Regions from separate parts of the Mus musculus genome. Here region 2 is linked to region 1. The links are chromatin contacts, called in public Hi-C maps. All regions are on one chromosome and are shown on one strand. The core of a region is the stretch at or near the end of the contact, and the rest is flanking DNA. Distances in the headings are between cores, read along the strand shown.

Evidence for each region. Hi-C and Micro-C count contacts between places; a contact is called where the count stands out from the background.
Region 2: a Hi-C map of embryonic stem cells shows a contact between it and region 1, with 6 times the contacts expected there. The contact joins the promoter of Banf2os here to the enhancer-like site in region 1. A contact is called at or near these places in 1 of 15 datasets of contacts at CTCF or cohesin (large pre-B cells), 14 of 484 Hi-C or Micro-C datasets (the G1E-ER4 cell line, the HL-1 cell line, cerebellum and 4 more) and 4 of 115 datasets of contacts at active chromatin or transcription factors (astrocytes, embryonic stem cells and large pre-B cells).

What each region holds. Positions count from the first base shown.
Region 1 is chr2:143,113,670-143,121,481 of GRCm38.p6, reverse strand. No RefSeq gene overlaps it. Among named protein-coding and RNA genes, the nearest start is that of Otor, 39 kb to the right of the region's middle. Within about 2 kb of position 3,936, at least 3 of the 459 cell types and tissues checked have an H3K27ac peak or open chromatin away from gene starts, as enhancers often do. A contact at or near this core is called in embryonic stem cells, where this site is marked.
Region 2 is chr2:144,202,961-144,210,772 of GRCm38.p6, reverse strand. It overlaps Banf2os (a long non-coding RNA gene), which reads left to right and starts at 2,913. Exons shown (of 3, transcript XR_003953916.1): 1 at 2,913-6,676.

The sequences.
Region 1 (7,812 bases), core at 2,687-5,186:
CTGATCATGGTAGGTGTTTGTTATAGGAATGGAAAGCTGAAGAAAATGCCCCCGGCACCCATGTTGCAATTCAAGCACCAGCTTGGGGTCAAACTTCAGTGTTACCTCTATAACCTCCTGCATCATATCCATCTTTCCAATAACCCTTAGGGACAATTGTTTTGTTCTTGTGGTACCCATGTGGAAATGGGCTTCAGAGAGTCAAAGCATGCCGGGGTAACTCAGACAATAAGGACCAGGCTAAGAATAGACTGTATATTAAATTGGTTTTCCTGAAGTAGAACTCTCTGAAGAAAGTGTTTGGGAAGAGGAGGAAGTTTGATTTAGAGAATGACTCCAAGAAATGGAGAGAAGGCCACAAGAATGAAGAAAGGGAGAGGAGGAGGCAGCACAAATGAAGGTGCCTGCCATGTGGCACTGGTCAAGACTCTGGGATTTACCCACTGACAAACTTAGACAGACCCCTGGGGTCAAGGGGTAGGACATAAGTCATTTCCTAGCTCCATGACCACACCCTCCTTGGCATAGGATCTTACACACAGCTCAGCCTGACTACATCAAACTCTCCATCCAAGACATGTACTTGTTGAGTTCAAATCAGAATGTCAGATGGTCAAATGGTGTATAACTGAGTTTGACCTCAAAGGTACCCTTGCCACCAGCAGCAGCCACAGTACTTGCTAGAAATGCAAACTTTGGTCTCATCTGACTCAGAAGCTCCAAGGAGTGAAGCCCCATGGCCCAGGTTTGAACTAGCCCTCCAGGGGACTTTAATGGACTAACAAAAATGGTAACGGGATCTCACATCAACAACAGGCAACATGGGAACATGTATGACAATCAAAGGTATTTGTAATATGAAGGGAAAATGAAGAAAATGAAGGAGCTCACTGGACTAATTAGAGAAAAGTCATTGGCCAGAAAATGTAAACAGCAGATCAATACTGGTTAGGAACACTGACTGCTCTTACAGAGGACCTATGTTCAGTTTCCAGCATCCATGTTGGGCAGTTCCTAATCACCTGTAATTCCTGCTTCAAGGAGAACTGATGCTTTTGGCCTTCACACACCCATGCACCTGATAATCTAAAAAAGAAAAAAAATCTTTAGGACTGTTGCCCCCTGGAGCTCATAACCACTGTGGTTATCTGCAAAAGACCTACCCAAGACTAAGCCATAGGTAACCACAAGGTTCTACCATGGAGGAGAAAGGGGCTCATGACCCCAATTCAGGGGCTATTGACAGTTGATAGCTTCTGGGGGAGGGACAGTCCGTTCTCATTAAGGATGAAACGTGGCTCCTGGTAGGTTGAGCACAGTCCAGAAGATAGCTCCACACCCATGAATATTTGGGAAGCATAAATTGGGCTCAGTGAGTTATATTTTTAAAAAGCAAAGAGAATATAAAGTTAGAAGAGGGTTGGAAAGTATGAGGTGCATATGAGGGGAGAAAGAGGAGTGGGGCTAATATGATTGAAATATGTTGTATGTATATATAAAATTACGAAAGAAAATTAAATTTTTAAAAGAAAGGTGTCACATTTGGTGTATTTTTCTAGGACAGAAGTAATTCACTGAGGGCACCTTGCCCTGTCACAGCCACTGGGACTTCTGGACAGAGTAAAGAGGAGTCAGTGGGTTGAGGAAGTGGCTTAGCTAATAAAGTGCTTGCCACACAAACATGAGAACCTGGATTCAGTCCCTGCCACCACATACAAGCTGGGCCCAACAGTGAGTATCTAGAAGCCCAGCACTGGAGAGGTAGAGGCAGGAGCATCTCTGGGGCCTGACACCCAGTTTAATTGAACCAGCAAGCCCCATATTCAATGAGATATCCTGCCTCAAAAAAAATCAAAAAATAAGGTAGAGAGATTGAGAAAGATTTCTGACATAGACTTCTGTCCCCCAAAGGAGTGCACATAGATGTCTGCTCATACACATACAGGTATACACACTCATACATACACACATACACAAAGGATTCATACATGTATATAGAAGCAAATTATTTCTTTGTCATCACTAAACTACTGAAGGAAATTTCTTGTTTGGTTATGATTGTAGGTTGATAAATCAAAGTAACAGACTGTGTGTGTGTGGCTTTGTGGCCAATAAGAGGCAATATGTGCAGGTCACATTGAAGTACTTGCCAAATCTTCAATATGTTCAACATTACTTTAGTCTTCTCATTGCATGTATTTATAAACATCCATATATATAAGAAAGACAGAGGAGGAAAAGAAAAGGAAGGAAAAGAGGGAAGAAGGGAGGGGAGGAAAGGGGAAGGAATAGGTTGGAAAGTTAAAGCTATTCCTTTACATTTAAGAGTTAGGGAGAGCCCAGGGTGGGGTGTGGTGATGCAGGACTGTAATGCCAGCATTCGGAGGCAGAGAGGAGAATCTTGAGTTCAAGCCTAGTTTAGACAACATAGTGGAAGGGGAGAGGGAGGAAGGGAAGGGAGAGAAGGAAGGAGGGAGGGGAGAGAGAGAGGGTGAGTGAGAGAGAGGAAGAGGAGGAGGAGACAAAGGAAGTGGAGGAGGAATGCAAAGGAAAAAGCATCAAAGGAAAAAATGAGAGGAGAAGGAGGCGGTGGCAAAGCAGAGAGAGGAATCAACTCAGAGACAAGAGTTCGTAGATAATCTATTCACAGTATCACATAATGACTCAATAACGTGAACCATTCCTGAACACGTGCACAGACGCATTCACCTCCATCAGCAACTGTATGCCATGCATGCTCTGCCCCAGACAGTACTTGGAACAAAGGCAAGAAAATGATAAAAATGACCTTTCTCCCAAACTCACTTCCAGTTCATTTAATATGCAATTATAAGCCCTTTCTCCACACGCAAGCACTGCCAGTAACCATTCAACCAAAGGTGGGGCCCTGGGACACAAAATGTATCAGTTGGTCTGGCTATGATGACCTGGGCGGAGTGTGGGGGAGGTGTGTGTGTGTGTGTGTGTGTGAGCATATCAAGTTCCCTTCCAAAGTGGCAGGGACTGATGTTGCAGGTCTCCAGGAGGGAGGCTCTTTTTCCAATGACAGAGTGGGAGTCACTTTCCCTGCCTGGGGAACTGAACGCTGGGATTGGAGCGTTAAGCTTGGATTGGAGGTAATGCACGGTGACTAAAACAGAGAGTGTGCGGGATGTGGGAGCGCTCTCAGAAGAGTTTAAAGGCTCCTGGCAAGTCTGACGTTCTGGAAACCACCCAGATTGTTTTCAACTTTTCAAAAGATGCATATTCCTTCTAAGAGGGAGAGTCAATACAGACTCAGAAACCATGAATGTTTCCAATCCTCATATGTTGGGGCCGGCCTGCGGCTCTCATGTCTGGGTTCGAGCCTGGAAGGCATCTTGGAACTGAAAGAAAAGAGGGAGCCTAGGCGGGTTGAGAAATAATGGAACCAAGACAACTAGTCTGCTCAAGGTTCAAATGTTTAATGGCGGACACGCTTTATAAAGGAAGAGGAAGGCCCATTCCTGCCAATCATCCTTGGAGCCTGGAACCAGCTGCAGGTGATGATGTGCAGGATAGGGCGAAGTCTCTGGAATAGATGGTGGGGGGGGGGGGGCGCCTCTCAGCAGGTAGCAGTATCTTGAAGAGGAACAGCGACAATGGCTGAACAATAGAGTGATCTAGGGAGGAAGGCTCCACCCTAGATAATTTCCTTAGTGGCAGCAAGGTCAGGTTCTGGCTCAGCCTTGCTTCAGGCTCGTGGGAGTATTGTTTTGCAAGAAAACAATACTACCAGCTGTCAAATCCATCACTCTTAAGTCATTTATGCTCTTGTTTTCACCTGGGGCATCTGATTTTGTGGAAGGGGGAAAATGGTTTCAGAAAGCCTGCCTGGTTGTCTATTTATATGCAAGTATAATTCTTTAGTCAGCCACCAGCCTGTGGTGCCCCCTAGAGTTTTGGTGAAATGTGTTTCTTACAAATCCAATGGTTTCCAATGGAGAATCACCTGGAGAGTCAAGGCCTACTGCACTCAGACCACACGTGTGCAGGAGGAGCGGTCATTGGTAGTTAAATGGTGTTATCCCTCTCTTCGTTCTTCCCCAAATGCTTTTACTATACGAAGGCTTTTGTCTTCCCATATAATTTTACATACTTTAAAAATTACATTTAATTTGTGTGTGTGTGTGTGTGTGTGTGTGTGTGCGCGCTTGCGTATGCATGTGTAGTGTGATGTATGTGTAGTGTGGTGTGGTGTGATGTGTATGTGGTGTGGTCTGTGTGTGATATGGTGTGTGTAGTGGTGTGTGTGTGTGTATGTGTGTGTGTGTGTGTGTGTGTGTGTGTGTGTGTGTGTATGTGTGTGTATTGTGTATGTGGAGTTCAGAAGAAAACCTGCAGGAGTCTAAGATCAATTGGCTAGGCAGAAACAGCATTTATCCATTTATCCATTTATCCATGCTAGCCTCCCACATATGATTCTAGAAGCAGTTTAGTAACTTATTTTATAATAAAAAAAAATTCTGGGCTTTTGACTGTAAACCAGTTTGGGGGAGAATTATCAAGTTAACATTATTGATTCTCTGATCCATAAAACAGTGCCTGTCTCCTCTGCTTTAGCTCTTCAGTTTCTCGCAGTAACACTTTGCATTACTCAATGTCTAGACCTTGGAAAAACTAGACCCCACACCCTCACACACATACTGATAAATATGTTTTTTAAAAGCATAGCTTCGGAAAAAATAGAGCAGCTTCTTAAACAATCAGATATGTATCTAAACATGATCTAGCCACAGTCTCCTAGAGCAGTGGTTCTCAGCCTGTGGGCCAAGACCCCTTTGGCAAACTTCTATCTCCAAAAAGTATTTAGATCATGATTCATAGCAAAATTACAGTTATGAAGTAGCAACAAAAAAAAACTTTATGATTAGGGGTCACTACAACATGAGGAACTGTATTAAAGAGTCATAATGTTAGGAAGGTTGAGACCCACTGTCCTAGAATGTCCTTGAGTGTCTTAGTTGGTGTTCCCATTGTGGTGATGAAACACCATAACCAAAAGCAAGTTGTGAAAGGAAAGTGTTCTTTGGCTCACACACATCATAGTCCATCACTGATAGAAGTCAGGGCAGGAGCCCAAACAGGGAAGAATCTTAGAGGCAGGAGTTAATTCAGAGGCCATGGAAGAGTGCTTTTTAGGGGCTCTTGTTCTCTCCCTGAGGTTTGCTCAGTCTGCCATCTTATAGAACCCAGGACCACTAGCTCAGGGGTAGCCCCACCCATAATGGACCTGACCCTCCCACATCAGTCATGAATTAAGTAAACGCCCTAATGGCTTGCCTACAGCCCAGCCTTATAAAAGCACTTTCTCAGTTGAGGGTCACTCCTCTCAGCTTGTGGCAAGTTGACATAAATCCTGCCAGCACCTAGAGAAATAAAAGCCTGTTGGCCATCAGAGCTGAGAAGCATTCGGGCGATCTCTAGAGCTTTTGGTTGTCTCTGTGCCCTCTGTCATCACCCCCTGAACACATCAGTCCTGTAAAAATTCTTGACTTTGATAGTCAGGAAGCCAAATTTAAGAGAAACTGCAATTCCAAATATATAAAGGAAAATCTGTTTTTTCCTGAGTTTAGTGGTGATAGCAGCATCAGGAGGCTAAGACTGGATGAATGTTAGTTCAATGCCACTCTGGCCTACGTAGTGAGTTTGAGACTATCCTGTACTGCACCACATATAACCTATGGAGGAGGAGATGGGGGAAAGCTAGTCATTATTTGTTGGGCTAAAAGCTCTTTGTACACATTTCTTTTTCTTTTCCTTTTTGCATACTAGCACAATACCACTGACTCATACATTGATTTTAGCTCTCAGTCCTAGGGCTATCAGTGGTGGTCTTCCTGTTAGCAGAGTCTCACGGTGGTTGGTGTAGGGGCCAGAGAAAGAGAGTGTGTGCATATGTCTCTCCTGGTCTCTCTCTCTCTCTCTCTCTCTCTGTGTGTGTGTGTGTGTGTGTGTGTGTGTGTGTGTGCTTTTGAAGCTGCCTGCATTCAGTCACGGAAATGCTATCGGGGTCACTGTAGCTGATCATAATCTCCTGCCAGAGACCCCTCCTATACACACCACAGTCAGGTGCTGGCTGCTTCCACACCCTTAATCACAGTGAAGATTAATGAACACACAGAGAGATCACGGCATTTTAACTTAAAGAAAAAACTTGGTGTGCACCATGAGAGATGGTTTGGGGGCCTCTGTACTGCAGAAGGGATGGGAGAAATGGTGTTTCTTCTCAAAAGGGAGGGATGAGGGGTTGGAGGAAGAGGCGACAAGAATAAAGGGATGGTGCAGGCTAGAGCAAGTGTCATGGAAGGTGGCCAGGATCAAAGAGAAGTGGCACTGCTATGACTCTACTGCAGTACCACTCCACGTCTGTGGACCTCTGCATATCTCTGAAACCTCCCACAAATGCAGCACATTGCTCACCAATGCACCTGCCAGTCAGCTTCTAGTGAAAGTTAAAAAAAAAAAAATGGTTGGGTCTCAGGCATTCTTGGGCAGAGTTGAGAGTAGGAGGCTGTCACTGCAGAAACCCAGAAACAATCTGTCGGAGCAGATTTTGGAACTCGGCCACCTAAAGCTCCCTGATCAAGCTGGTTTACTTGAATGCCTGGAAAGTGGGGTGGGATGGGAGAGACTGCAATGTAGTAGCCATGCTAGGCCATTGCATGTCCCTCCAACATTCCATAGGAACCGTACTGCATTTTCTCATCTACTGGTGGATAGAAAAGGAGTGTGAATCATTTGGAGCAAGGCTGAGACACTAAGTCAGCACGAGACATGGGGATTCCCTCCAGAAAAGCAGAGACATTAAAATCTGGAGGGAAAAATAGCAAGCTTGAGTCAATACAGCAAAGGGGATTTGTGTGCAAAACAGGAACTTAGAAAGGTTAATGGAAGCAGGTCTGCTCCAGAGTTAGGTCTCCCTGTAGAAATGACATTAACTTCCACAGTGCACAGATACAGAGAGTCAAGATGGACAAGTTATGTTGGAGTATGCTGTCATTGATACACAGAAGAGAAAGACACATTTTAGAGATTGCAAGGCTGGTTAGGAAAGAGAATCCTCTAAACTCAACTTACAGCAATCTGTGATGTCACAGCAGGAGAGGCACGTGCATATATCGTTGGAATAATGTGGTTTCTTAGAACACATTCCCCAAGGAGTAAATTCTGGGTTCTATTGTACAGCTCTCTGTGATGCTAGGGAACTGACATGTCTGACCATACTGCATGGCTACCATGCAGAGAGACATCGCTCTGAGATACAGTCAGTCTATGGATTTGGCCAAGGAGATAATTAGTTTATGGGCACTGGGGTGAGTATGATTAGTGAGGCATCTCTGCCCACTCTCAGAGTAATCTGCAGGCCACTTAAGGCAGTTTCCTTTTCACATAAAGAGCAACCAAAGGCAGAGAAGAATCTCCTTTGGGGAAAGCTAGATCTCATTTGCAACTGATGTATGTAAATCTCTTACATTTCCACCTTAACCAAAGCCTCAAGTTTAGGTTTTATGTGTTTGTGGTGCCATCTGCTGGTAAGATGTAGATTTCATATTATGAGCTCTCAATTCAATTCTCCAAACTTTGTTCTTTTACACTGAAAAATTGAGGACTCCAAGTACCTTTTTTTTTTTTTTTTTTTTTTAGATTCATTTATTTATTATGTGTAAGTACACTGTAGCTGTCTTCAGACACTCCAGAAGAGGGAGTCAGATCTCCTTAATGGATGGTTGTGAGCCACCATGTGGTTGCTGGGATTTGAACTCCGGACCTTTGGAAGAGCAGTCGGGTGCT
Region 2 (7,812 bases), core at 1,664-4,163, 1.1 Mb before region 1:
GAGCAAGCTGGCCCTGGACTGACAGCAGGAGCCAAAGACTGTGCGGGAGAAGAACATCTGGACATCTGGATAGGACAGGTTTTTTTTGGGGGGGATGGGGGGCTCAGGGCCAGGATGCGAAACCTGGTCAGTATGTTTTGAGAAATCCTAATTGTAACCTCCAGTTTTCCTCTACCGAAGACAAATAAAGAAGACTGGTCGTTTCTGGAGGATTGGAGGATGACCTGAAGATAGTGAAAAACAAGGCTGGTTTACTAGGATCCAGTAGTGTTTAAGTCCAGACTGATGTGACCTCAAGTGATTGACAACCTTGATAGGGACTTGGAAAGCTCAGAGCAGCATCACTTAGTATGTTTGGGATCATTAGCAACAACCCAGAGGGGCTGGCGAGGTGGCCCAGCAGTAAAGGTGCTTGCCTTTGCCACCCCGGTCGACGGTTTGATCACTGGCAGGTACTGTGGAAGGAGAGGACTGATTCTCCAAAGCAGTCCTCTGACTTCCTTATGTGTGTTGTCAGGGCTAGCCTGGGCAACTCAGTGATTCCCTGTCTTGAAAGAAAAGGCAAAGTGAGGGTTTTGTGTGTGTGTGTGTGTCAGAGATAAGGGTCCTTGCCTAGCACAAGTGGGATTCCAGGGTCAATCTCCAGTATTGAAAACGAAAATAGTCTCTGGAGATACATCGGAGGATTGTGAGTTCAAAATGTATTCTAGATTACAAGATAGGCTGAAGATGCCAGTTAAAAGTGTCCTTGTAGGAGAGAGTCATGGAAACATACCTCATACGGGAGACAATGTGACAGGGCAGAGAGATTTGAAGGTACTACCCTTGGAGAGATGTGGCCACAAGCCAGGGAAAGCCAGAGACCACCAGAAGCAGCAAAGATTCTCCCTGGACAGACAGACTTTGGTCCCAGTACACTGATTTCACCTTCTTGGCCTCTATACCTGGGTTTGAAAATAAACGTGTGTGGCTTCAAGACTCCAACTTTGTGGCAACTTACAATAGTTCTCACCAGCAGAGATAAATCCACTTCAGACAGTGCTGGAGAACGGGTTGTAAAGTTAGTCTGGCAGACATTTAAACAAAGACTTAGCAAAATCCCCAAGTGCAACCATGAGTCTAGAGGACTCATGACAGATTGCACAAGTGTCATGAAGTGTTTGACATTAGGGAGTCTGTGTCAAGAGTTCAAGGAGTCTCTTGGGTGTTATGAGAAGCACTGGAGGGCTCAAGAGTTACCTCTGCAAAGACCCAAGGCTCAGTGACCTTTCAAGATGAAGATGGTTGAGAACCACCCCTCCCCCTATGACCTTAGCGATACAGCCTTGGAGGGACAAGAGGACACAATGGTGTTTGGATAGGTTGGCCTTTAAGGATGATGACTGTAAAATAAAACCATCAAGGAAGTTGGATTTTAAGGAGACATGACTTGTCATTTGAGGGTCTGGCCGGTCAGTACTTGGTGTGAAGTGGAACTCGGATATGGACTCAGAGCTGCAGGGTTTTTTTTTTTGTAAGAGGAACAGAATTTAGTGTTTGGTGGGAAGGCAATATCTGGGGAGGAATGGGCCTCAGGTACTCCAATTTGGCCAGAGCTGGCCTGCTTTGTTTAATTTTTTTAACAGCCTCTCTGGTTGTTAAATGAGTGACAGAAGAAAGGAAGATGAAGATGTCAGAACAATGCAGGGAGGTGCTGGGGGAGCAAGTGTGTAGGCACATGCCTCTCTATGTCCACTCTCTGTGAGCAGGGGCATCGCTGGGTCTTATTTCCAGAATATTAACCATATAATGTCATAAAACAAAGCATGCTGGGAAAGGGACCCAGGCCCTAAAGCAGATCAATTAGTTCTAATCACAGTCATCTATTTTGTTTGGGTGCCGCATGGGATGTATGCGGAGGTTGGAGGACAGCTTGCCAGCGTCAGATTTCTTCTTCCGTCAGTGGTTCATCCGGATTGGACCCAGATTGTCTCCCAAACTCCAGGAAATGTTGTTTAGGGTTTCTTAGCTTCTGCTGGTCAGGAACCTGGAATTAGTTTGTTTCAGTCCTGGCTCGGAGCTTGTGGACTGCAGGATGTAACCCTGTTCCCTACCACCTGCTCCACTCCCACCCCTTCCCACTCCCCCATCCAAGGCTCCACTGAGGTCATAGGATCATTTTCCAAAATGGCTCCTTCCACAGATGGTGAAGCCATGCTGACTGTGGGCAGGAAGTCTCCACTTTTCACTCTTAGACCTGTCTACGGAATGGTTGCCAACTCTCTCAAGAGAGTGATCCCAGAGACTGAGGCAGAAGCCACGGTGTCTTTTATGAGCAGGACCCTTTCTGCCGTTCCTACAACAGATTATACAGGCAAGCTCCATTCAGCATAGGAGGGAACGACCATGGGTCCCACTTCCAGGAGGTATGGTGTACCCCTGAAGGCTGGCAGTCTGCAGAGCAGCGGAAACGGGCTGTCACGTGGCTCGAGGATCGGGATGAACAGGAGCTGGCTGTACTGACTGACTGAAATCTGCTCCGGCCAGGTAGGCCAAGTTCTGTCTCCAGTTAAGGGGTGGAGCGAGCCTGTCTTTCCTCCACGATGCCCATGTAGCTTCTGCCCACTCTGGCAGGGAATGGAGGCCTCCTTTGGGCACTGCTGGATCCTGTTACACTGTCACCGAGAAAGACAAGAACTGTGGGGCTTGTGGCAGGAGACAATGGCCTCCATTGAGGAATTATGACGCAAAGGAACCAGCAAGCCCACAGCCACCATTCAGGAAACAATAGGTGTTTCAAGAGGACCCAGGGGATGCTCCCAGGAGAGGCAAAGATGCACATCACCAGGCCTGGCATTCCCTCCCCTCTCTCAGGTCTCCGACACTGTGCCAAGAGAAAAATCTCTCCTGGATCTGTCTGCAAAGGTCAGTTGTTAACAAAAATCTTAGAAATCTGGCTTCTCACCTTCATGCAGTCTGCCCTTGCTCGGTACGGGATGGTGCTTTTCTGATTCATTTCCCAAGTCTATTAAAGGCAGCACCTATGTGCTGGCACCAGGGGTATGTGGGGCAAAGTATGCAGAAAGATTTGAGGGTGCCTGTGATAGCTTTGTTTATTTCCACAGCTCCTGCCTTGACATCTCATGTCCAGCAGAGTACTGGGTGATGCCATATCTTAGGAACTTTATGTGAATCCAGCTGTTTGTCTGTCAGCCCCACCCCCCAGGATGGGTGGGGTGTTCTTTGTTCTTGGGCTTGAGCAGAGCTCCCAGCTGTACCCAGGGTCTGGCTGTATTGTTGCCTTATGTTGGTATGAGTGAAGATACAATTCTGCAATCATGTGTGACAGTCAGAACAGAGGGGGGGGGGAGGAAGCGCCCTTCTTGGAACCTTAGCTGGAAGCCACTTGCCAAGGTCTTTGCCTCTCAGGTTAGGTAGACCTGGGGATTCCTGATGGCAATATGGAGAAATGGCCTTTCTGGGAAGGCTTCTGTTGATCTGGGGCTCAAGGATCAGTTGCTCTAGAAGGCCACCTGGAGTGCCACCTGGAGATTCTGTGATGTCAGCTGTCCAGGTGAGCACAGGCAGCTATTCTGATCTGAGCTTAGCCACTTACGTAGGGAGTGACCTTTGCAAGGCAGCATGCGAGTCTTTGTGCAAGGGCTGGCTGGCATTTCTGTGGATGTATCCCCTCCCAGCTATCCTTTTGGGGAAACCTCCTGCTTTCTTCCCTCCTTTATATGCAGTCAGTGAGGACATTGCAGGACTGGGGGTGGAGCTGCAAGAAACACACAAACTGCCACTGTGCTCCATACCTTTATCTACTTGAATGTATGAGGCCAGAAACAGCAATGTGTCAGTGGACAAAAAGAACCCCATAATTAAAATCAAATTCTAATTGCTGGGTAAACTTTGCCTTTTGAAGGGAAATAGTTGATGATATTTGTAAAAGAATAATAAACCTGGAAAAATTGCTAGTCCCTGGCTCTACTCACCCGGTGATGTCTAATTGGAATGTGGACTCCCAGTGCATCTGTACTGGAGATGTCCCATTTGCACCTGGGCTTTGCCTGGTGCCTCATCTACTCAGCTTAGTGTCTTGGGATGCTGGATCCTAAAGCCTGCATCAGGGGTTCCTAGGATGTTGTTCTAGGTCCTCAAGATGTACCTAGAGGACAGGGAGAGAGAGTCAGGGTGTCTCCCTCCCCATAACCTTTTCCTTTTTGAGCCCCTGTCGTTTGGGTGCATCTCCTGCCCAAAGCCACATTTTCTGGCTGGGACCCTCTCTGTGGTGTCTTTTCTGAGTTCCTGTAATTGTTCCCTCACCTTTGGGAGGGTCCCCTACTGATGCTGGCCATAGGATGAGCTTTATATCGTCTTATAAACTGACCTGCATCTTTGTATATGGTCTCTATTAAACTCTTCTCAATTTGCCCAGGTGAGTGTGCTGTTTGCATTCCTCGTGCTGGTCCACTTGATATTCAAAGTCTTGTTTTGAACAGGGTCTTTTAACTCTCTGCAGTGTTCCTTTCTTTTTTCTTTCTCTCTCTCTTTCTTTCTTTTTTTCTTTTCTTTTCTTTCTTTTCTTTTCTTTTTTTTTTGAAGGCCCCAAGGAAAACTTGAAGCTGCACTGGAATGGCTGCTGTTTGAACTTGAAAGCCCAGAGCTGGCCTTTGGGGCAAGGGGCAGATTGGTTTTTGTGTCTTTCTTCAGAACAAAAATCAACTGGGTTTTAAAAGTCTCGTCCATGGGAATAACGGATAATGCTTTCATCCCCGAGAGGACCATCGCAGACTGCTCAGAATAAATTCACAGTTATTTTGAGAAGGGAAAGGAAGAGGAAGGTGAGGGGTATGGAAGGAAAATAAATTCTCTGTTACTGTTGTGAGTGAGCCTCAGATAGCCAGGTTGGCAGGGTGTGGTGGTGCACACCACAGAGGCAGGAACATCGCTGTGAATTCAAGGCTAGCCTGGTCTACATAGTGAGTCCAGGCCAGCCACGGCTAGATAGTGAGACGTTGTCTCAAACAACAAAACCATCAGATCAAAGAGTGTATGACAGCAACTTTCCTGCTTCCTGAGGGGTTCTGGGAGAAAGGTCCAGGGAAGTAAGTTATGCACCAAATCCCAGAGATAGTTATGAAGGTGAAGGGGCAAGCCAACGAAACAAACACCGGTAGCACGTCCGCCTTGAGGATGCTCACAGCGGAAGGATGTCAGCTGTGCTTAGACACATGGTGAGGAGAGTTTGAATGTGTCTGCTAAATTTATGCATTTGAAACAGTAAGCCTCAGGGTATCTGTGTTGGGAGTCTAGAACTCCGCCTCCATGGTTTAACAGAGCTTGGGGTGGGTTTGTTGTCTCCAGAGTGAGTTGTAAAATGAATTCAGCCCCCTTCTGTTCTTACCCTGTCACCCCCTTTCACCTTCTGCCATGGGCTGAGGCAGCAGTTTTAAAGCTTCTTGCTAGCTGTTACATGCTTGGGCTCCCTACCCTTCAGAATCATGAGTTAAAATGTCTGTCGTGTATAAATTACCCAGGTTCTCGAATTCTCTTATAGGGGCGGAAGACAGGCTAAGAGACAATAAAAGCTGCAGGGTAAGCATGAGCCCGTTTTGTGGAAAGTGAGTGGCCTGTGTCTATTTTGTATGTAAAATCCTGTCAGCTTGGGTGAGCCATATGAAGGCTATGTGAGAGGTTCACCAGAGATGTGGGACAAAAAGAAGCGGCCATGACACATGCCTTTGGGCTGCCTTCGGGCTTTATTGTTGTCAGGAGCCCAGAGCCTCTTGAACCCTGCCCCCCACCCCCTATCCTCATCTCTTCTCTGGGCCAGTATGAAGAGGAAATTAGTCATGTGACAGTCTAAGGCTGGTCAGCTCACGGTCATCACCCTCATTTTCCACATAGGCAAACGGAGCTGGGAGGACATGAGGTTGTCTGGGCCAACAACTGAAGAGTATCACTTGACTTGCATGAGGTAAAGGCGGGGAGTATTGGCTTAGTTCCATCAGACTGCCAACAGTGTGGGCCACATCAGGAGACAAGAACAACTCAGCATGCATTACTACACAGGCAATCTTTACCGAGGGACTGCTCCCAGCTGAGTGGGACCCAAGAGTCCTGGGACCCTCTTCCTGAAGGATGACTCATGGATGACTTCCAATACCTGGTCAGGAAGGAAGCCCGCAGAGATCACTGCATGGAGCCTCCACTGGACCTGTGTTGAGGGAGGAAGAAATGGGGTGTGTGTGGTGGATAACACTCTCCTCCACTTCACCTCATATCATGTCTCCTATTGGTTGGATCCAGTCCCAGAAGGAGGACTGGGAAGCTAGGCTCTGTCCCCTGGAATTGATGGCATAGTATCTGTCAGCCATGTCTCCCTCCTCCTCTGGCCCTTTCCTCTCACCCTTTCCCTTGCATGGGATCTACTCCCTTCTTTGCCCCATAAGGTGAGATTGAGTAGAGGAGAATGGTGACAGAGCCCCCAGAACGGTTTACAGTGCCTGAGTCACTGCCGCCTTATACTCAACAGGCACTTGACATACGTTTGCTGAAGGAAGTCAAAGAGGAGAGCCCAGACAGACAGAAGATGTGGAATGATGTGCTGCCCCAAAGCAGACTCTAGGATTGCTACTTTCTTGACTTTCACAAGCAAGGAAGGAAGCGGGAAGAGGGAGAGGAGAAACCGGTGGTGAGTGCTTCTGTGTTGGATACTAGTGTGGACACTTGGGGCTCCTCTACACTGTTGGAGTCATGGGAGGAGCCAGGCAGATACATCACCACAGCTCTGCTGAGGAGGGGAGGTTGCAGTATTTTCCTTTTGGATCCAGACCCTCCTCAGTGAGGTTTGTTCCAGTCTTCCTTGACTTATGGTCACTTGTGGGCTGGTCTTAGTATAGGCTGAGGGGTTTTGTGAAGCAAAACCTGCAGTGTGGGCATGGAAGCAAAGCCCCGTCTGACTGTCCACCAGAGCACAGGTAAACAGTGGAGAACCCTGGGCTGGGTAGGGCTATCAGTACCCAGGTACCTAACAGAGAAACAGTCTTCCCAACTGAGAACCACATACTGGGCAACTGCTGTGCTCATGAAGGCACATGACTTGCATCAACCCATGGCCCAGCGCGGGAGCCATTGCTATGGAGACAGATGTCCCTGGGGTCCTGTTTAACATAGATGGCAAGCACTGTAAAACTGTGCCTGGCACACAGAAGGTACTCAGTAGAGCGTGTTCAAGTGTGTTACAGTGTGCTGAAGGGACACTCCTGGCAGTGGAAGGGGCTGGGGAGATGGAGGCACATGGAGGTCTGTGGGGTTGGATGACTTGACAGTCTGGAGAGCTCTGACTCTGGAGGAGCCCAGTTTCTCCAGAGTATTCAAAGGCTGATGGAGCTGGGCCCAATGGTATGGGCCTACTCATCGCTGCTCCTAAGGAGGTTGAGGTAGGAGAATAGAAAGATAAAGGTCTGCCTGGGAAACTTCGAGAGAAACTTTAAATCAAAATGAAAAACATAAACAAAGATTTGGGGATAAAGCTCACTGACAGGGAGCTTCTCAGCATTTGCAAGGCTCTGGGTTCAAGGTTCAATCCTCGTACTGGGGGAATAAAGACCAATTTGGCTGAGCAGCAAGTATCCAGGAGAGGATGGTTTTAATGGACAACTTTGGCTTAATGGACAACCGTGATTTCCCGTATTGAGTATGGGAAGACTCTGATTAAGGAAGAGTGAGATAGAACCAATTGGAGAGAGGTGGGGAGGAGGAAGGAGGGAGGGGAGGGGGAGGGGGCAGCTGCTCATCCACTGTAGGAAAGTCTAGAGGTGGCCCACA